Linked DNA regions of Mus musculus: regions 2, 3, 4 and 5 are each linked to region 1. Evidence: chromatin contacts called from public HiChIP or PLAC-seq and promoter capture Hi-C data. All regions are on one chromosome and are shown on one strand. The core of a region is the stretch at or near the end of the contact, and the rest is flanking DNA. Distances in the headings are between cores, read along the strand shown.

Evidence for each region. Promoter capture Hi-C pulls out the DNA fragments that hold promoters and counts their contacts. HiChIP or PLAC-seq counts read pairs in DNA pulled down with a chosen protein or histone mark.
Region 2: a FOXA1 HiChIP or PLAC-seq map of pancreatic cancer cells shows a contact between it and region 1. The contact joins the promoter of Src here to the promoter of D630003M21Rik in region 1. A contact is called at or near these places in 2 of 39 promoter capture datasets (HPC-7-derived erythroid cells and neutrophils) and 1 of 115 datasets of contacts at active chromatin or transcription factors (pancreatic cancer cells).
Region 3: a promoter capture Hi-C map of second pharyngeal arch cranial neural crest shows a contact between it and region 1. The contact joins the promoter of Platr27 here to the promoter of D630003M21Rik in region 1. A contact is called at or near these places in 15 of 39 promoter capture datasets (the 3T3-L1 cell line, 3T3-L1-derived adipocytes, the C10 cell line and 8 more), 2 of 15 datasets of contacts at CTCF or cohesin (both in embryonic stem cells), 3 of 484 Hi-C or Micro-C datasets (LSK cells, bone marrow-derived macrophages and brown adipocytes) and 2 of 115 datasets of contacts at active chromatin or transcription factors (embryonic basal ganglia and stem cell-derived neural progenitor cells).
Region 4: a contact with region 1 is called in a promoter capture Hi-C map of cranial neural crest. The contact joins the promoter of Manbal here to the promoter of D630003M21Rik in region 1. A contact is called at or near these places in 1 of 39 promoter capture datasets (cranial neural crest) and 2 of 115 datasets of contacts at active chromatin or transcription factors (embryonic stem cells and pancreatic cancer cells).
Region 5: a contact with region 1 is called in a promoter capture Hi-C map of hippocampal neurons, with 4 times the contacts expected there. The contact joins the enhancer-like site here to the promoter of D630003M21Rik in region 1. A contact is called at or near these places in 5 of 39 promoter capture datasets (the 3T3-L1 cell line, embryonic stem cells, hippocampal neurons and 1 more).

Annotation. Positions count from the first base shown.
Region 1 is chr2:158,226,335-158,230,856 of GRCm38.p6, forward strand. It overlaps D630003M21Rik (RIKEN cDNA D630003M21 gene), which reads right to left and starts at 2,890. Exons shown (of 14, transcript NM_177657.5): 1 at 2,750-2,890. The coding sequence starts at 2,752.
Region 2 is chr2:157,422,434-157,426,580 of GRCm38.p6, forward strand. Src (Rous sarcoma oncogene) reads left to right here and starts at 1,860. Exons shown (of 15, transcript NM_009271.3): 1 at 1,860-1,981.
Region 3 is chr2:157,594,824-157,599,017 of GRCm38.p6, forward strand. It overlaps Platr27 (pluripotency associated transcript 27), which reads right to left and starts at 2,497. Exons shown (of 2, transcript NR_166472.1): 1 at 2,272-2,497; 2 at 756-1,162.
Region 4 is chr2:157,365,297-157,369,878 of GRCm38.p6, forward strand. It overlaps Manbal (mannosidase, beta A, lysosomal-like), which reads left to right and starts at 2,298. Exons shown (of 3, transcript NM_026968.3): 1 at 2,298-2,344.
Region 5 is chr2:157,338,657-157,342,704 of GRCm38.p6, forward strand. The region is part of intron 1 of Ghrh (growth hormone releasing hormone); the gene reads right to left. Among named protein-coding and RNA genes, the nearest start is that of Ghrh, 6.0 kb to the right of the region's middle. Within about 2 kb of position 1,800, at least 81 of the 459 cell types and tissues checked have an H3K27ac peak or open chromatin away from gene starts, as enhancers often do. A contact at or near this core is called in hippocampal neurons, where this site is marked.

The DNA.
Region 1 (4,522 bases), core at 1,640-4,139:
TTTATTTATTGTCATGTGTTTGTGCCATTTCAACCACTTCCATGACAATTCCCTCTAAGCGCCTCCTCGGTTAGCCTATGGCATCCCCTCCTGGGTACCCGCAGGCTCTGCTCATGCTGTACCCATCTCTGTATAAGGTACGTGCCTACCCACTATTCAGAGTCCTGCCAGAGGGGCATCTCTTCTTAGGTTTCCAAGGCACCTGTGCTCACAGGCAAGGAATACAGACTCCTCTTGGACGTGCCCATTTACTCTAAATATGAGAAAGAGTTGCAGGTTGAAGGCTGGCCCAGGCAGCTTAGTGGGATCCTGCCTCGAAGTGAAAAAGAGAGCTGGGGGTGTGGCTCAGTGGTAGAGCCATTGCTTAGCATGCATGAAACCATGGGTTTTAAAAATCACAGTATTAAATCTCCTCCAGAGGCCAGCAAATGGCTCAGCAAGTTAAGGTACTTGCTTCCAAGCCTGATGACCAGTTTGATCACACTACAGAAGGCGAGAATCCACTCTGACAGTTGTCCTCTAACCTCCACACGCATGCTGCAAAGGCATGCTAGAGTGACACGCTGCAGTGAGCGGATTGTGAGCAGATATAGCACGGTGGTTTGGTTTGGGTGGATATTACAGGAAAGAGGAATTTCCCGGCAAAGAAAGCACATGCAAAGGTCCTGGGGCAGGAGGGACCGTGAACCCTGAGGGATTCTGAAGCCAGGTCTGAGTATTCAGGGCTCAAAGATGGGAGAAGAGGTGATTACATTTCTAGTCAAAGGGAAAATAGTGGTGTAGACCCCAGTGCCCACATAATAACCTGGATGTCGTCGCATACATGCTCACACACCCATCACGGAGCCGAACAGGCATGGGAGAATCCCTGGGATATTTCTAGCCTAGCCAATAAAATGCAAAATCCAGATTCAGGGAGAGACCCTGGCTCTAAGGAGTGGACGGAAGTTATGAAGGCCCTCCTCCGGCTTGCATGTGATGCAGGCACACATACACAGGCATGTGCCGTGCCATACACACCTCACATGTATACATATACAAACATGGACATTCCCTAACACCACATCACAAGATACACACACATGCATATGCATACACATGCGCATGCACACGCATGCACATACACGTGCATGTGCATATGTACACACACATATGTAAATAAAGGCAGAGATGAAAACATGGCTGTCCTACCCCTCAGGAAAGACTCTCTCGGCTGTTCTGAGGAGCACCCCAGGGCCTGACCTTTGACCTGAGAATCCGGGGTTTACTGAGGGTTTGTTTGTTTGTTTTTAAGAAAAATGAATAAACTGATTCCGTCAAAACCAGAGCTTTGACAGACAGATGAGCTGTGGCACCGAGGTGACTTTGCAGGGTGTGAATTCCAGCGGTTCTGCTTCATACTTCTGGAAGGGTGACAGTGTAGGCTCCTTGGCTTCAGGCTCTCATCGGTGAGATGAGGGGCTACAAGTCTGCAGTTAGAGTTGGTGGGCGTGGTATGTCTCCCACTCATAGAGAGCCCAGCACAGGGTCTTGCTATAGAGAGAGGCAGACAAACACTGCCTTAGGCCGAACCACTTAGGATGTACTTTTATGCCCCAAGAGCGGTGTCTACCGTGCCTCTGGCTCTGGGGTCTGAGTTTGGGAGCCTAGTTTTGTACTGTCTGTGTGCAGAGGTGTCTGTCCATATTTCAGCCCGAGCAAGCAGATACATGAGCCCCGTGTGCTTGTGTTCATTGTGGTTCGGGGATTGGTGTGTGCAGGCACGGAGTGAATGCATTTCTCTGTAGAGTTCTGGGTATGGATCTACACAGGAAGGGAAGCCCACCCAAGCCAGCACAGCAAATCAGAGTCAGGGGGTGAATGCCCTGGCCCATCTCCCAGCTCTGTCCAAATCCCCGGAGATTTGCAAAATTGCTCCAGAGAATCTTCCCCAATCCTGAACCTGTCTGGAGCCCAGCTAAGACTCTGAGCAACAGACTTCACTTTGACTCCTTCTTCCCAGACACAGGCACAAAGGCACACACAACTCTCCTAGAGGTCCCGTTCCCAGGTGCAGTCCAGGAAACCCATGCACAGAAGTAAGCCCTCCGCCTTCTCCCCAGATGCCTCTACACCTCATGCCCATGGGAAGGCCCCGTGCCAAACCACCGTATCTAAAATAGCAAAGGCACCCAAGATTTGGTGAGCAAGTCCCTCGAACCCACTCTCCTGCCCTCAGGGTCCGCCCTTTCTCAGCACTACTGTTCTGTGCTGGGTTGGGGCGGGGGGGGGGGGGGAGGGGGGGGGACACGACGACTTTGATTTCCCTCTCATTCCAGACCCCCTACAGGACACAGCACTGTCAGTCAGCATAAAGTTTAAAGCGCTAAAAAAAAAAAAAAAAAAAAAAAAAAAAAAAAAACAACCAAGTTTTCTGCAAGGCTCAAGGTCCAGAACTCCAGTTCAAATTTGCATACTGGTTTGGAGCGAGATGAAAGCGTGCATCTCTGCAGAGAGGCCCAGGCAGGACGCGAGGCCCAGGGGTGGATCTGAGCCCCACTCTTGCCCTAATTCTGCGGGAGCTGCGCACGCAGTTAAGCAACGACCCACACCAGGAACCGAGGGTCTCTAGGTGCGTGCGTGCGTGCGCGCCGCGTGTGCACACACAGACACACACACACACCCGGGGGCGCGGGGGGGTGGGGTGGGGTGGGGGCGTGCTGGAGAAAACCCAGCAGAGTGAGGTGGTCCAGGCCCAGGAGGGCGTTACCATGGTGATGCTCCTCTGGTCCCCGCGTTGGCAGTCTCTGTCCCGCGAAGCTCTGGCTCTCCTAGCTCTGGAGAGAGTGCGAAGGGCGAGAGGAGTACTCCTAACCCGGCCTCATCCCGAGGGGCAGCCAGACCCGGACAGGGAAGAGGGAGAGGGGACCCAGGCTGAGGAGGCGAAAAGGGGGGGGGGGGAAGAGGCGGGCCACCCCGTGGGGGGGGGGCGGGGCGGCGGCGGGACAGCGGCCCTTTGTGCGACGCCTTGCTCTGCGCCGCCCTGCTGCCGCCGCCGCTGCGGGTGACAGGAGCCCGACGTTGGTCCACTCCGCACCCCCTGCCGAGGCCACCGGAACAGTCTAGGGGTGTCTGGCGCTGCCCAGCGCTCCCTCCAGCGTCCCCACCCAGGACTGCTGGCTTCTTGTTCCTATCTGCAAGTCATTTTGTCTCCTAAGCCTCAGTTTTTCAACTGTAAAATAGGAAGGTGGTGGAGGTGATGCTGGTGAGGATAGCACCCCTTCCTGGAATTGGGGAGTAGATGTCAGCATCAGTCCTGACGGCCCAGTGTCAGGCTTGGGATGGCGGCTAACACACACACAGAGCCTTCAAGAACTTGAAGCTCCCATGGCAGACACCCACATTGCTATGAGGCAGGGTGCCCCAGACACCCACCACGCCTGTGGACTCCCTACCACGGAACCAATCGTGGAAGGAGAGGTGGGCTGTTTGGAAGCCCCTTCCTGAGGTGTTCTGTAGTAGCTTTCCCGTTGGATGACTCTGGAATCGAGCTTTTTATTATCAAATACTGCACTGAGCCAGAACGACACAGACTCCCTGTCCTTGGGGAGCGATGGAAGGGGGTGGGGGTTGTCACCTACGGGGAATGGGAACAAGAACGAGAGGAACAGAAAAAATAACCGTGAGTTAACTGCTGAAAAGGAATGGAGTTGATCAGAAACTCCCGAGAGGGGGCTGGAGAGATTTGGCCACCCTTCTCCAAGACACAGGTTCAATTCCCAGCACCCATATGGCCATTCACAACTACCTGCTAAGGGAATCTAAGGCCCTCTTTAACCTCAGAGGGCACCAGGAACACACATGGTACACAGATACACACTCAGGAAAAATATTATTATTATTATTATTATTATTATTATTATTATTATTATTAGAATGACGAGACCTGAGTGAACAGAGAGGGGCCGCAGGAAATGGAATTCCAGGCAGTGGGAACAGGCCACGGGAGGCCTCCAGGGGGATGGCTTAAAAAGATTGGGACAAGTAAGTGGAGACCGCAGGATGGCATGGTGGTAAAGGCTTCCCTTCTAAGGCTTATCCACAGTCATGTCCCCCTCACCGCACCCTACCCCACCCATTGATTATCTAGTCTCTTCACAAGAACCTGTGCTAGGAGCCATCCCAAATCCTTTTTTACTGAGGGACTAGTAATTCCCAACTAGTAATCTCACTCTGCTGTGGGGCTCCGAGCATTCCTTAGGGATGTTATTTAAACATCAGATAATCCCTCCCTAAGAAGCAGAGAGGGGAGGGGGCTTTTGTTGTTGTTGTTTTGTTTTGTTTGAGAAGGGTCTTATGTGTCCCAGCCTGAGGTAAAATTCCATATGCAGCTGAGGATGGCCTTGACCTTCTGACCCTTCTGTCTCTGCCTCCCAAGTGCTGAGGTCACAGGCATGCGCTGCTACTTGTGTTTTATGTGGGTCTGGGCCTTTGTACACGCTAGGCAAACACTCTGCCAACAGCCCCATAGGAATGCATTTGT
Region 2 (4,147 bases), core at 610-3,109, 800 kb before region 1:
CAGAGCCAACAGCACTCTTCCACGTAAGACTGTGAGGACTTATCAGTGCAAACCTACCTCGTCTCTCTCATGGAAGCCTTACCCACTGGGCAGGCTGCTGGCATACTGCGGCTCAGGGGGAAATAGCATACGTTAGGTCATGCATATATTTGCACAACGGTGGAGCTCCGGGTTCAACCTTAGCCTGTCAGTCTAAAGTTTATGCTTTGAAGCTCTCTGTCTTCTCAGCTCTAGAACCACCCAGACCTTTCCTGTTGAATTTCTGGGGACAGATGTAGTGATACATTTGGCAAATAGTTAACCAACTCTCTGGAAGGAAAAACTAATGGGTTCATTGTCACATTTCTCCCCATTTCCAAGTAGAACGTACTTCCTCTGAGGCTGACACCAGGTGACCAGTCTGACATCACCAAGTATGGCACAGGGAAGGACACTGCTCAGTAAGTGCTTGCAAGCCGTTTGAGAGCCAGCCCCAGTGCCTCACAGGAAGAGTATCCACCCTCCCCTCCCCTCCCTCAGCCCAGAGTGGCCAGTAAAGGCCATTAGACAAATCTTAGGCATGGAGGAGGGCGGAGAAACCTGCTCCTCCAGCCAGAGCCTGCCCAGGGGAGCCCTGGGAAACTGCCGTTAATCTTTAAGCAAGCCCTGCGAACAGGAGTGGCTGGCTAGTTTGCCCGCTGTTCATGAGAAACCCTGAGCAGTCCCCGTGGCCACAGTGGGCTACCCTGGCCCCACTTGCTCTTGTCAGTGAGGCCCTCAGATCTTCAGCCTGGCCCACTCCTTCTTCACAACAGAGGGGGCTGGAACAGGAAGCTAGTGGACAGAACACACCCTGAGGCACCTGGCCTAGATGTGACCTCAGATCAGTCTGACTCAAAGCTTTGCCCTTTCCTGGTCTCCTGGGAGACATAGCTGTACCCTGGGGCTGGAGCCTCTCACAATCTAGGATGATGGGGGACTTGCCCTTTGGGAGGGATCTTTGCCAGAAGCCCAGGCCTGTGCCACATGAACCTCAGTTTCCCTGTCTGTGAGATGGAAGCACTTTCAAGGAAGGAACATGGAGATGGTTGATAGATGGTCAGGCCCATCTTTCCAGAGTGAACGGGAGGAGTCAAGGATGCTCCTGGACCCCCAACGGGCAGCGCTAGAACCTGGTGGTCTTTGAGACCAGCCTGAAGCCACATCTCATCCCGCTTGCCCCATTTTTCTTCTCTACTTCCTGTCCGGTTGGTTCTGTCATCCTCAGTGGCTGGCAACAAGCACACTGCCCAGCAGATGCACACGGTCTCCTTATGCATTGAAAGTGAATTTAGGCTTGGCCTAATTGAGCTGGGCCCCGCAAGTTCCTGCCCTCCATTGGCAGAGGCTGGAGGCTCCGCAAGTTCAAGGCCAGCCTTGGCCACATAGTGAGCCACTGTTTTGCCTTTTGATACATTTTAACAATACTGCCTCTCCCCCTCACTATTTCCCTGTCCCTTCGGTTCCAGTCTCTGAGGATTAGAGACACTCAGGGTCAAGGCTGGTGTGGCCAGTGCCTCAGTTTCCGGACAGTGCTAGCCACCGGTGCGTAGCTCAGGTAGCTAGGGTTGAACGCTAACGTGGTCCCGGGAGGCCGAGCCCGGCGCGTGGCGTGGGGTTGGGGGGGCGCCCCCGCGGGCGGAGCTGCGGGGGGTGGGGGGCTGGGTGCGGGAGGCGCGGGCCCGGCTCGCACAGCAGGTCTCCCGGGTCGCCGGCGGGGCCCGGGTCCGCGCTTCCTCCTTTCTCCGGCTCGCGGCGGCCGCGGCCCCTCCTCCCGCGCGCTCCCTCCCCCTCGCCGCCGCCGCCGCCACCGCCGCCGCCTCCTCCCTTTCTCTCGGTCTGTCTCTCCGGGCCCGGAATCCAACCGGCCGCCCCGCCGGAGCGGCCAGGCCGCTGCCCGCCAGCGCCGCGCGCCCCGCTGGGGTCCGCCCGGGCGCGTCCGGAGCTCACGGTCGCCGTGCAGGTGAGCGCCCCCGCCCCGCCGGCCCCGCGCCCTGCTGCGGGCTCCCGCCCTGCCCACTCTACGCCGCGGCCCGCGAGCTGCCCGCCGCGGCCTTTTGTTGGGATGCGCGGGGGAGGACGAGCGGGGTGCGGGGGGCACCGGAACGCGGGGACCCTCGGCCGCAGAGTCCCCTGGCTCGGTTAGGCCACATTTGAAAACCCGGCCGATCGGCGCCGCCCGCGATCGCGGCTGCTGGGCCTGGCGCCCCCGGCCCGGAGTGGGCGGTGGGGGTGGGGTGGGCGTTGGGGAAGGGGCACCTGGAGGGCCACACTACCTCCTTAGGTCTCACTGGGGCCTTGGGTAGGGCCTAGTGCTGCTGGTCTGGAAGAAACAGGGCCACCCTGTCCTCGCCCCCCATCCCCCCCAACCCCCAGCCTCGCCCCTGCGCAGGCCCAGCGACCGATGGACTCAGAAGTTGGCAAAAGTTTTGGGGTTTCACTACCGCCACCAGGTCCGCTTGCCCACCCAGGCAGGTACTGGAGGTGAGTTTGTGCCCCCTACTACGACCCACCACCACTTGTGCCTTAGTTAGCTCTCTGAGCCAAGGCCCTCCTCAGTGGTAGGTGGGCTGGTTGAAGGGTGGGGTGAACAGAGGGGACTCACTCTGGGTATCCATCCCATAAACCTTTGAGGCATTCCGATTAGAAAGGTGGACAGAGGTGTGTGAGGCTTCTGGGACCCTGAGGTCTTCCCGGCTTTACAGACTGCCCAGTGAAGGCAAGTGGTGTTGGGGTCATCTGGGTATAGGTCAGATTTAGTTACCAAGGTGGACACGGGGGCGGGGGCAGGGGCGGGGGCAGGGGACTCTTCCAACCTTATGGAGTCCAGGTGTCTAGGTTTCTTGTTTTCCTGAGTGACCTGAGCCAGGGACCGCCCCTTGGACTATTCACATCAGTGACTATTCCCTGCACTTCCGCAGCCCAGGACTTGGCATATATGGGGGGGCGTGCTCAATAAATGAGTCCCATCCTGGAGCTCGCTCGCACAGGATGGTTGAGGTACCTGTGGCACAGCTGCCTGCAGAAGCGGGTAACTCCGTGCTACAAAGGGTTCCCTTTGGCCTCAGTCCTCTCAGGGAGGATCGATCAGTTGGCTTGTGAGGTAGCTCGGTGGTAGAGCACAGGCTCAGCTTGTTCAAGGCCCTGGTGCTAGCTGCAGAACCACAGGAAAGAAAATGGAGCAGTTATAACCAGAGCTGCTGATATCCAGTGAACGCCTCCCGGGGTTAGCCTGGTCTGCAGCTGCAGAGGAGGATATAGCCTTCCTGAGGAGCTGTCTGGCTGCCCTTTAACCCACCGTGACGGTGAAGGGTGTGTAGTTTTAGATCAGGCACAAGGCATTGTTGGAAGTTTCCCTCCATATCTCTCGCACCTGGCAGAGACATAAGGCCCTACTGGAGATGAGGTGTGTCTGGGTGAGGTAACCTTTCCACAAGGGAAGTGATTTACAGTGTGTCACCTCTCAGCTGACCTCCTGTCTACATCATGGGGCACACACTAATGAGTGCTAGGAGTGCCATGCTCCCTGCTCCGTCCCCTCCCCCTAGTCTCTTGTTCATCCTTGTTCATCCCAGCCTTAGGGCAACCCTAATCTCTCCCACCCCACCTTCCTCTATCTCCTGTGTCCTTTTCCCGAACCCCCTCTCCCCCACCAGCCTCCAGCACATAGGCTGGCTCCTGTTTGGGGCTTCTTCCCTGATTGTCATCTGAGGGTGGGGGTGAGGATAGGGTGTGTCTCGCTCCCCTAGCCCCCCAGGAATCTCGGAAGGACATGGTTAAATGATCTTTGTTCTTGCTGTCCATCTGCTGACTTTGATCGCGCATTGAGCATATACTATGCACCAGGGCCTGGGAACTTTGTTGAGCAGCTTTGTGGTAGGAGGAGCAGACAGCTTCCTGGAGGAGGGGCTTAAGCTGAGTGAAGCAGTGGCGGGCCAGCCAAGAATGCAGCTGGGTCAGTGCTCTTCCTTTCTATTCAGAAGGTCATCTGCCTGGGGACTTGCTGGGAAACTGTGAGCAGGTCTTTGACTCCTAGAAACTGGAGTGTGGGGGATAGGCCATGCATCAAGCAAGTGGCCAGATAAATGAATATATACTCGTGGCTGTGATAAAGGCAGAGGACTCTTGA
Region 3 (4,194 bases), core at 1,247-3,746, 630 kb before region 1:
GAGTAAATAAATCACTATAATGATTGGACGTGATTTTTTTTTTAAAATCTGCTTGTAAAGCTACAGCAGAACATGAACTACCTAACAGTGAGTCTATCAAAAGGCATCAAGAGCTTAGTGGGCAAACACATTTTCTGTGAGAGCCTGATGCCCTGAGTTCAATTCCCAGGACCCACAGGAGGCAAGAGAGAACTCGATTGCCTCATGTGCCGAAGCATGGAAGTGATCCAAGCTGTGCAAAGATCTATATTAAAAAATCACAAAATAATAGCCGAGAAAAGTTAAACATCTAAACCAGTGGTTCCCAACCTGTGGGTCAAGCTCCCACTGGGGTCACAGATCAGACATATTTACAATTCATAACAGTAGCAAAATTATAGTTATGAAGCAGCACCAAAATAATTTTATAGTTGGGGTCACCACAACTTGAACTGTATTAAAGGGTTACAGCGTCAGGAAGGTTGAGAACCGCTGCCCTAAATGAATGAGGAGGCCTCCAATAATTATGGACTGAATGACTCAACACTCAAATTGTTTCTCCCCAAACAATCTTCAAGTTAAGCACTGTCTCAGGCAAGACTTTCCTACAGAAATTGACAACATAATTACATAATTGTATGGAATGGACAGGGATACAGGTCAATGCAAGAGATGAATCTTTCTTCCCACCACAGGGTCAGTTTCCATTACACAGATTTATTGTGACATACACACACACACACACACAAGCACATACATACATATTTGGCCAGATGTAGTGAAACATGCCTTTAATCTCAGGAATCAGAGGCAGGCAGCCTGGTCTACATAGTGAAACCCTGTCTACAAACAATAATGTATTTCTTTGAGACGAGCTCTCTATCTTATGTAGCTTCTTCCTTGGAGAAGACGTTCCCCTACTCTCAGCACTCCTTGGCTGCCTGTAATTGCAGCTTTGAAGCTCCATAAGCTCCACTTCCTCTGCCCACATGAGCATGTCTACTGGCGTCGTCCTTGTTCAGGCCATGTGTTGGCAGCCGCGTTAGGAAGACCTTATGGCCGCAGCTTCTGACATTTCTAGGAGACACAATCTCACAGGCAAATCCTCTGTTCTTCTGGCTCTTCAAGTCTTCTGCCCACTCTTCAGCCACGGGTTGTAGTTTCCCTTAATGGTCTTCATCTGCTGCAGAGAGAAGCTTCCTTGATAAGAGGTTGTTGGGAACTGGAGAGATGGCTCAGCAGTTAAGAGCACTGACTGCTCTTGCAAAGGTCGTGAGTTCAAATCCCAGCAACCACATGGTGGCTCACAACCATCAGTAATGAGATCTGACGCCCTCTTCTGGAGTGTCTGAAGACAGTTACAGTGTACTTAGATATAATAATAAATCTTTAAGAAAATTACCCATACACATAAAAAAGTGCCCAGCCATTGAGCTAGTCAAGGCATATCAAAATTAGCTTGGGGTGTGTGTGCCTTTCATTGGTGAATCCAGAGCGCTCTTGGGTGAGTGCAGCGCTTTCCCCAATGGGAACCAAAGTGGTTTAACTAATTTGCTGTTGTAAGAGGTGAGGACTGTGCTTATTTTATGAAAATAAGCATAGATATTAAGGATGTAGTTAGGGGTTATGCTGTTTAGTAAAGCAGTGGTTATAGGTGATAGGTTTTTTTCTTCAAAATCCATGACTTCAGTAGTCTTGGGTAACTGGCTAGGTGTCCAGGAGCAGACATGATTTCCCTCTCGTTGAGAAGATCTTAATGTCTAATTAGAGAGCTGTTGGTTACTGCCAAAGTATGCATGGCACTATTGCACCCTTACAGTTACTGTGCCATGCTGCTTGTGTGGTTCATGGGTGTCAGAGCTGGGTAGGGCTCTTGGTTGCTTCCCTTCTTTGGAAGCTTGCATGAAGCCTTCTGGTACCAGGAAAGCTATAGTCCTCAGGCAGGATTTATTGTTACATTGTATTTATTATTCATTTATTTATTATTTGCTTTGAGACAGTTTCTCTCTACGTAGTCCTGGCTGCTCTAGAACTCACTACACAGACCAGGCTGCCCTCAGACTCAGAGATCTTCGTGCCTCTGCCTGCCAAGTGCTCGGATGTAAAGTATGCACTACCACGATCTGTAGCGTGAACTACATTTAAAAGGCAATCCATGCTACGGCCGGCAAGGCACTGGCGGACAGGCCACCCGGCTCTCTAAGTTCCCATGGCCGGCCGCCGCCACCCCCCTCCCCCAGCCCCCCATGCTTCCAAATTCCTGTGGCAGGCTGGGATGCCCTGCCACCATACCTTTCTCTGGAACCCAGCTGAGTCGCCTCATGAAGGAAAACACCACACAATCTTAGTTTAGAATCAACAGGCAATACAATCGCTGGGTGCAGAAACTAGCATCCTGATTTTGTAAGCTATTCAAATTATAAATCCTCCAGGTGGTGCATCCCAGTGGATCTGCCACCTAAACCAGGAACCTCTTTCTACCTACATTGTGTACTCCACACTCTCTCCTGTCCAAAAGGAAGTCTCTTTCTCGTGCTTCCCTCTTCCTCTCACCGACCCAGAAGTCCCGCCTACTACTCACCCAGTGATTGGTCCCTTGAAATCTTTATTCATTAGGGGAAGATTTCTGCCACAGTGCTCTGCTACTGTTACCTTTAGGTGGCGCACGCCTTTAATCCCAGCACTCGGGAGGCAGAGGCAGGCGGATTTCTGAGTTCGAGGCCGGCCTGGTCTACAGAGTGAGTTCCAGGATAGTCAGGGCTATACAGAGTAACCCTGTCTCAAAAAACCAAAAAAAAAAAAAAAAAAAAAAAAAAAAAAAAGAACCAATTTCTAGGGCTGGGGCTGTAGTTTAGAGGTAGACAGCTTCTCTGGTATCCAAGAGGCGCTTGGCTCTTCCATACTACCAATAAACAAAAACAGCCTCCGAGCTGGGGAGATGGCTGAGTGAGATGCCTCAGGAGTGTAAGGGCTTGATTTTGAGTCTCCACGACAGTGCATGTGGGATCCTGTTCCGCCTCCAGGGAAATGGGAGGCAGAGATAGGAGAATGCCCAGATGCTCACAGGCAGCTAACCTGGGGTACACATCAACTAGCAAGGTGAAAGGTGAGTCCCAACAGCTGGGGTTAGCCTCTGACTTCCACATACTATAGCACAGGCATCTACATGTCTACATACACACATCATGCACATGCAAATCACACACGGTCACATACATACACTCTCATACACACACACTCTCACACACTCATACACTCAAACTCTCTCACACACACATACACTGTCACACACACACTCTCACACATTCACACCCACCCACACATATGTACTCACACTCTAACACACTCTACACACGTACACACACTCTCCCCACACACACATACACTCACACTCTGACACACACATACTCATACACACACTCCCCCATTCTCTCTCTCTCTCACACACACTCATACACACATTCACACACACACATATAGTCACATTCACATCCTGACACACACTCTACACAGTCACCCATGCTCACATACACTCTATCACACACATTCTCTCTTTCTCTTACACACACACACACACACACACACACACACACTCCTATTCAGTGATGGTGGCTCATGTCTCTAGGGTCTAGCAGTTGCAAGGCTGAGGTGGGATGACCCAATGTCTGCTTGAGCTACAGAGTGAGACCCAATCACAAACAACAAACAAATGAGACTCAACTTCACTGAAGCATATTTTACAAAATAAAACTAAATGAAAAATAAAGTACAGACCCACCCAGAGGGCTTGGGGTTACAGGCATGAGCCACCACACCTGGCTAACTGTATTCCTTTAACATCTTTGTCTAGCTTTGTCTGCAGGTGTCCTGGAGATGGTGGGCTGGGTTCTATTCCTTCTTGAATAAATTTTCTGAAGAAGCAACCATTTTGTTACAAGTTATTTATTTATTTATTTATTTATTTATTTATTTTTGGTTTTTTGAGACAGGGTTTCTCTGTGTAGCTCTGGCCGTCCTGGAACTCACTCTGTAGACCAGGCTGGCCTCGAACTCAGAAATCCACCTGCCTCTGCCTCCCAAGTGCTGGGATTAAAGGGGTGCGCCACCACGCCTGCCCAGCTTGTTACAAGTTATTTTAAGTGGATAGAAAGTTAGCCTTAGTCATACAGATTTAAAAAAAGACACAAAAATGAAACAAACAAAAAGACTCCATTT
Region 4 (4,582 bases), core at 1,048-3,547, 860 kb before region 1:
CCTTGCTGACCTCGAACTCACAGAAATCTGTTGGTCTTTGCCTCCCAAGTGCAGAGATTTCAGGTGTGAGCCACCATGTCCAGCTGATTTACTTTTATGAAAATCCTCACTCCGTAACTTAGTAAAGCTCATTTCCTATCACGACAATGAATACAGCAAAAGGTGGCAGACCTCATGGTCTATATGGCCTCCAAAGAGTAAAAAGGCCCGGATCACCAACCCCAGGAAGCACAGGAGAGGGAGAGGCCCTAGGCTGCTGAGGAGTCCCTGTCCCAACTCAGCCCCAGCACTAAGACCCATCACAGTTTCTATCCTAGACCCGTGGAAGAAGGGGAGGGGCTTAGGGAGCCCTATTCTCTTGAACACCGTCCATAAGGTTCACTGCAACCCCTTCCCCCACAAAAATCCTGCCTCCAAATAGAATCACATTCTGGAACAGTAGAGGTTAAGTTCTGATATATCTTTGAATAGAGGGTAAAGAATTCATAAAACATCTTTTTTTTTTCTGGGTGTGGTTGCTCACACCTTTAATCTCAGCATTAGGGAGACAGAGGTAGACGTATCTCTGTGAGTTCAAAGCTAACCTGGTCTATATATCTATATAGAGAGTTCCAGGCCAGCTAGGATGACACTGTGAGACCCTGTCTCAAAAATAAAAAACGCTCAAGCAAAAATGACTGTCTTTATCTATCCATACATATTGGGCACTTTTAGGGCAAGTCCTGTATTAAATATTTGTTCTCTCCAGACCATATATATGTGTGTGTGTGTGTGTGTGTGTGTGTGTGTGTGTGTATGTATATATAATATAACATAACATATATAATATATATAATGTTTTGTCTGCATGTATGTATTTGTATCACATGTGTGCTTGGTACACAGAGACCAGAAGAAAGCTTCTGGTTTCCTGACATTGGTGTTATAAAGGATTTTGTGCCATTATGTGGGTGCTAGGAACCAAGCCCAGGTTCTTTTGGAAGAGCAGCAGACACACTTAACCACTGAGCCTCTCTCCAGTCCCTAGTTACTCGTTTGTTGCTGTTAGGCTCCGATAGAAGAAACTTTGCAAGTTTGTTTTGGCTTGGGTTGTCGATGACCGTCTATGTCTACCATTGGGAGGACCTCACAGCAGCAGGAGTTTGGAGCAGCACGCTTGAGGATTCTGCCTCAGAAGTAGAAAAGAAAAAGGAAAAAACAAAAACAAAAAACCAAACAACCCAAAATCCATCTACACAATTGATTTTGAGGCTGGGCATGGCTCAGTGAGTGAGAGTGCTTATTGACTAAACATGAAGGTCTCAAAGACCCAAAGTAAAAAGCCAGGCATGGTCACTCATACATCTTTAACGCCAGTCCAAGGCAGAGGAGAGGAGAGGATGGATACGGGATCCCTGCGGCTTTCCCTATCTCAAGGGAATAAGGTGGACTATAATAGAGCAAGACACGTGATATACTCTGGCCTCAGCAGCCATAGGTACATGCATGTGAGTGCATATGCCACACCCGTACCCACACCAATACCCACCCGTGGCACACATAATTAAAGGATTTAGGGGTCAGGGCCACATCAGCTGACCTAGAGATAGTTTATCTGGCTGCCAAGCTGAGTTCGTTGGCTGGAGGCTTGATAACTGCCCACGTGAATCTCACTCTGCGGGACTTCCCAGGAATGATCAAGAGCGAGGAAAGAGGAAGTCACAATGTTTTTCTGTCTTAATCTCGGAACTCAAGCTCAGTATTTCCCCAAAATTCTATGGGTCACATTGGTCAGCGTGGGAGACTGTGAAGGCTTGACTATCAGGCACCAATCACATCACTGCCCATTAAACTCCATTCCTAACTGGTCTGCCGCACTTATTTCAATGCTGATTTTTGCCTTCCAAACATTTATCGCATTAAGGATTCCCTATCTATTATGTGACTTACTGACTATAAACTCCATGGAAGCAGAGATGTTCACTGGTCTCTTTTTAATTTATTATGGTGATTTGTTTTTGTCTGAATTATAGCATGGTAATGTTTGTCCTACCCCTTATATTGTAGATTTCTGGCTCAGACTTAGAACTGAGTTCTAAACTGGGGGGAGACCGGCTGTAATCAGGAGAATTGCCCCCAGTTCGAGGCCAGTCAGAGCTACACTGTTGAGACCCTGTCTCAAATCAAATAAAAAATTCATTAAAGCTTCAACCTTCGGTGTCTAATTAGGGGAGAGCAGGAGGAAGACGGCGAGGAAGCGGTGGACCTGGTAAAACCCGCTGAGCGGAATCTGCTGCTGCTCCCAGCACATCGCTTCCGGGTCACGAGGGATCACTTCCGGTGCGGCGGCGCGGCGTTCCGGGAGGTAAGTATTGAGGCTCGGATAACCCGGCCGAGGCTTCCCGGCGGGCGGGATCGGGGCGGCGTTGCGGGTTACAGCGGCTTCCGGGGTTGCGGAGGGCAGTTATCTGTAAAGGCAGTCTGCGTTCCGAGGAGACTGGGGCCCTCGCGAGGGTTGTGCAGGGCCAGGGCCCAGCCTGCCCTGCGCCGGGACCAGCCGGGGCTTGGCTTGTCGGGTGTGCCCTGGATGGCTGTGTTACCTCGGGCATCTCGATCTTCCTCTCCCGGTCACTTTCCTTCCCCGCAGAAGGCTCCCTTGGGCCTGTGCGGAGGATGCGAAGGCCGGGAGCGTATCAGTGCTTAGTTGCAGTGTGTGCTTGAGAGAAAACTGCCAGAGAAAGGGATGGGGAATGCGATAGCCTCCCCGGTGTCTGCGGTTCCAGTGACCTGACACCTGGAAATAGAAAGTGGAAGACTCCAGAAACAAACCGCGCATGGCTTTGAATTTGTGTGTTTTGAGTAGCTCAGTAGTGGAGACTCACCCAGCGTGCTTGAGTCCCATGTTCAGACCCCAGAACTGTTCTTCCCGGCCCTAAGATAGTAGCACGATGAAGTTTTACCTCTTCCTGCTTTACACGTAGGTCATCGTCTTGCTTGGCGTATCCCTCTGTATACGCTACCCCCTCATTAGTCACGTAGGACAGCTGCCTGTGTAACCCTCATATCAGCACAAGAGTAGTAATGATAGCCTTTGGGGTTTGCTGAAAAAGGTGCTATTTTAAACAGCCTTTTTTTTTTTTTTAAAGGAAGATTCTTAGGCTAAAGTTGCTAAGCTATTTGGTGAGAACAAAATTTTTGTTGTTTTTCCAAGACAGGGTTTCTCTGTGCAGCCCTGGCCATCCTGGAGGAGCTCTGTGGGTTGGAGGCTAGCCTGGTCTACAGAATAAGTTCCAAGTCAACCAAAGCTACACAGAGAAACCCTGTCTCGAAAAAAAAAAAATCAAAATTAAAAATCAGAGCTGGTGATATGGCTGAGTTGGAAGAGGGCTTACCCAGCGTGTAAAAGCCTTGGTTTTTATCCCTTGCATCCTAAGTCTGGGGGTGGGGCAGAGCATGCCTATACTGTTCTGGGCTGCATAGCAAATTTGAGGGCTCCATGGGAACTTTGCTGAAACATCAATAAGTGGTAGTTTTGTTTTTGAACCTCACATTGCCAAGGTTACAGCCATAGTGTGTAGTAAATGTTTACTTAGTTAGGATAGAGATGGCATCGAATTTGTGAGTAGAAACGGACAAAGACTGCCTTACGCTATGTGAAGGCTTCAGCCAGGCCTCCCCTGAAACAAGAGCACAAAGCCACTTCCTGGGAATAAGGGATGGTCACACAGGTTAGGGATGGATTCGTTCTGAAACCAAAATCTCCATAGCGGACGTCACTGCCAGTGTGGAGGTCTCTGCTATAGTCCCAGCAGAAGAACACATGAAGGCAGTTTTGAAGTGCCAGCAAGTGGGGAATTGGAAGGCATGTGATGATGCAGCGCCAGCAGTGTGGACGTCATCAAATGTTGCCAGTGTGTTTCAAATTCTATGTGCCCCAAAGGACACCATTATTAACTATGATACTGGGATGGAACAGAGCATTAAAGCCACCCATGTGATCCCTTAAGGACCATATTCCCTGCAATCATTATTGATAGAATTAATAACTTCAGATTAATATGCCATTAAAATATTTCTTTATTTTTAGACAGGGTTTCAGTTTTGGCTGGCCTGGAATTCAGCATACAGACCAGACTGGTTTAGAACTCAAAGAGATCTGTCTGTCTCCCTAGTGTTGGGATAGAAACTGTATTCTGTCCCAAGCAACTGCAGCGTCTTCTTGAAAGGTTTTATTAACTGAAGTTTTTAGGGTAAAAGACTTGGCTCTGACAGTGCCAACGAGCTAGATTTGGCTACTGATTGCTAATATTTTAGTTAATGAGATAACTAGCAGTGAAGATCAGAAAAGAGATGTATTCGGTGTGCCCGCATTGGAAAAAGGAACAAATAATAGGATCCTCTGGCTTCCAAGTCCCTCCCCAAGATTCTGTCATGGAGTTTAGGCTTGAATAGAGGTGGAGGTATGCATAGCTAAGCAGGTCTGGCAGGATGAGGTCCTGCCTGTCATTGATCCACACTGGTCCTCCTTCCAGTCTGCCCAGCAAGGTGGTCTGATACTTTGTAAAAACTGTATGAAATCTTTCTACACTTGCATAGAAAGTGA
Region 5 (4,048 bases), core at 550-3,049, 890 kb before region 1:
CCATTGTGTGTCTCTGACAGCTTGCTTATCCACGCACCCTGAGGAACCTTTAAGTTCATTCTTGTTGGAGGCTGTACATTAAGATTCACTCCACAGAGCTGGAGCTTAGTGATCAAGAGCACAGGCTGCTCTTTCTGAGGACATACGTTTGATCTCACAGGGTGACTCAGCCATCTCTAACTCCAGTCCCAGGGCATCCCAACGCCCTCTTCTGGCCTCTGTGGGTACTGCATGCATAGGGTGCTCAGACCTACTTGTGGCAAAACACCCCCATGCACAAAATTATAAATAAATAAATAAATAAATAAATAAAACTTGTGTCTTAAAATTATCAATCTTGGCAAGACTTAGTGAGAATGGGCAAATCCATTCGTCTTGGAGGGTTCTAGGAGGGGAACCGTTGTTGTGCAGTAAGAGAATACTTTGAATATTCAAAAAGCTGCCAAGCATTAAAGTGTCTCAGCAAGTGAAAGAGGAGAGGAGGAGGAGGGGGAGGAGGAAGAGGAAGAAGAGGAGGAGGAGGGAGAGGAGGAGAAAGAGGAAGAAGAGGAAGAGGAGGAAGAAGAGGAGGAGGAGGGAGAGGAGAAGGAGGGAGAGGAGGAGGGAGAGGAGGAGGAAGAAGAGGAGAGGAGGGGGAGAAAGAAGAGGAGGAGGAGGAAGAGGAGGAGGAAGAAAAGGAGGAGGAGGGGGAGAAGGAGGAAGAGGAGGAGAAAGAGGAAGAAGAGGAAGAGAAGGAAGAGGAGGAGGAAGAGGAGAAGGAGGGGGAGGAGGAGTGAGAGGAGGAGGAAGAAGAGGAGGAGAGGGGGGAGGAGGAGGAGGAAGAAGAGGAAGAGGATGAAGAGGGACTGACTAACAAACTGTCCTCCAGACCCAAGTTGTGCCTTTTGCATTCCCTCCAGGGCGAGGGAGCACTACTGCTGGCCAGTTCTTAATCCAGCATTTGTTTCCTTCTCTTACAAACTCTTACTAAACATCTAATTAGCCCCCACCACCCCCAGGCTGCAGCGCTCTTTGCACTAGTGATCCTGAGCGCCAAGGTCTCATTTCCGCCATTTGGGAATGTCTGGGTCTCTGTCCTCTGAGCTGGATTTGGGCCTTGAGAAATAAGGAGACCCAGCATCAGAGGGCTGTGAGAAGCAGAAGCTTCAATTCCAAAAACACACAAAAGCGCTCAAGAATTGCAGGGAGAAGGAAAGGTCACTTTAACCAGGAAGCACTTCTTCAGCTGGGAAAGGAGGCGGCCAGTGAGTTCCTATGAAACCACGCTCTGCCCCACGAGGGAATCTGGACAGGGCACTTCATCCTTCTGCACCCCAGTTACTGCGTTTGCAAGGTGGGGTCATGACACCTGCCTCCCCGGTAAGGAAGTGGAGACAGGCTGTGTCTTAGCAACAATTTCCAGCCAGTCCTGAGCTCAGAAAGCCAAGCGGAATGGTTAGGGAAGCTGGAAGCCATCTTACTAACAGGCTTTATTTGTTGACAAGCCTACTAAAATGGGGTGAGAAAGCCAGAGTCTCAAGAATAAAAATCCAGCCTCCACCTCCGATTCCCACCACCCCGCTCTGGCTGGCTGGCCTCGCTCAGCACTGGCTCCTTCCCAAGATGTGTTTTTAACCCGACCTTAATTAGTGATTGTGTTGGTGTCTAGGGGCTTGAGCTGAAACAAAAAAGAAAGCACCCCAGAGAGAGGTGGATTCTAGAAGTCCCCCCAAAGGCTGGGGCAGCGGTGGACAGGCTGAGAGGGAGACAGGCCGCACATTTGTGTTGCAAATTTCCAGTGTGAGAGCCAGCCATTCAAAGAGGTGGCTGCTGCAGGCTGGGCAGGCAGTGGGGAGGGAGAGCCCATGAACAAAGGGGGCCTATCTGTGGGCCTCAGACCCCACTTTGTGTGAACGATGGAAGCATTCCCAGCCTGCCCCAGAGCACTGTGCAGGAGATGGAGAAGTCCCAGACCCTGGACTTCCCGGTTCCCTTGACTCTCTTGCCCTTCTGGGTCTGTTTATGGAGTCCTCAGTAGCAAGGGTCACGTGGATGTACATGTGTGTTATGTCAGAGCCAGGCCACCAGTGTTGGCTACTGTAGCCTTTCTGGGTGGCCCCAGACAAGTCACTTGATTTCTCTGAGCCTTGGTTTCTTTTTCTGTAAACTGGCCTGGTTGGTCCTCTCTCCTAGTCTGTATGGTTCCTCCAGAAAAGGCGCATTGGCTGGGTGGTAATGCTGAAGCCCCCCCCCTTTTAAAAAACAAAAAACAAAAACAAACAAACAAAAAAAACCAGCCTGTATCCAAGGAGGTCTCCAATGAAGAGGCAAAGTCAAGACTTGCCTATCCAAGCTGGTCTCTAATCCCAGCATCCTCCATCCCGGTAGATGGAGGTAGAAGGACCACAAGGTCAAGGAGGGTTCAAGGCCGGCCTAGGTAATTTTCAAAATAAAAATTTTAAAGGGGACTGGAATTGTAGCTCAGCGATGCACAGTTGTCTCTGTGTAACACCTCCGGGTTACTCGAAAGTGCTGCCCCCTTATGTAACAGTTCTAGTAAATTCTTCTTGCTTAGAATATCTCACTGTGGCAGGGGAACTATGAGCTATAAATGTATACCGGGCTGGCTATAGGGTGAATAGAGTTAATCCAAGCCTCATGCTACAAGGCTACTGTCCCTACATGGGGCCTGTCTCTACATCTCCTTGGCCTGTCTCTCCAAGAAACATTCTCCCAGCCTGGGGTGGGATCTCCCCTGGGGTTGGATGATTTTATAGTGTGTGTGTGTGTGTGTGTGTGTGTGTGTGTGTGTGTGTGTGTGTGTGTGCAGGGGTGGGGTGTGTGGCGGGGCGCTTTCTTTCTCTAAGCCCCTCCAGATGCTGGGGACCAAAGCTGATCCGGGTCCGAATAGCAGGTGTGTTGGTGAGGAGGGGGAGTTGGTAAGAGAGCACAATCTCAGGCTCACCAGAAATGAGCTCAAATGGGTCGTTTTTGTTCTAGGACACTAAGACATCAGACATTAGATGGTTTCCCTAAAAGCCCTGGGAGTCTTCCCGGAGAGAAGGGTCATAGCCTCAGGCAGCCAGAAGGTGGCGCTGTTCTCCAGTCTTTGGTGGTGTCAGGCTTTGTTTCAATGTCAGAAGCCCCCTTGTGTGGGGCTTTGTTCCCTATGAAATCCCATTAACAAAGCAGGTTCTGATCAGATCTGCCATCCTTCACTCTGCCACCCAAGCCCCTTCATCTTCCTCTTCCCAGTTCATACCCAAGCTTTTAGCTGTGTTTCCATTTAGGGGAACATCCTGGCTCAAGCCCTGCCTCAGGACCAGGGTATATCACCCAGGTCTCTCAGCACACCTCAGGACCAAGAACATGTGTCAGTCAGTAAGGAGGGAGCTTCTAATGGGATCTCCTCCGAAGTCTCAGGGTTAGCATGTCTTAGCGACAATCGGTTCTGCGGTAGAGAAGTGGACGTTCTTATTATTTTCCCCATCATAGGCAAACCCCAAAGTCCTGTCTGAATCCAGTTCTCAGTTTTCCATGACATAAAAACGTCAGGGCTCTAATATGGCTTCATTTCCGCTCCGTGGTTCCACTTCAGTTAAAGGACCTAGTAGCCTAGCACCAGCAACCAGAAGCAAGATGTCTGAGTTCTTCTTCCAACCCCACTTTCACCCACTCCCAGTCATTTAGCCCAAGATCAGCCCTGCCACACCCAGCCCCACTCCCACCTGGCTCCCTGGTAGCTCTGCTACTAAACTCCAGAAGCCAGAATTCATGGCTAGGACTCAGCCTGAAGCTCTAGCCCTGTCACCTGGGGCCAGCAATTCCCTGTCATTTACTGAATCCCAGTTGTCCTGAACTACAGCCCAGCTGGTGATATCCATCCATGCATGACTTCACCACTCAGCAGCCGTCAGGATTAGGAACACCTAGGGCTCCCACTGCAGGACCGAAAAAGCTGAACCTCGGAGAAGCAGAATGCTATGTCTAGTCTCACACAGACAGTAAGTAGGGGCCTGAGTCAAACAAGTATTTGCCTTTCATTCCAGAACACTGTAACCACCCTGGC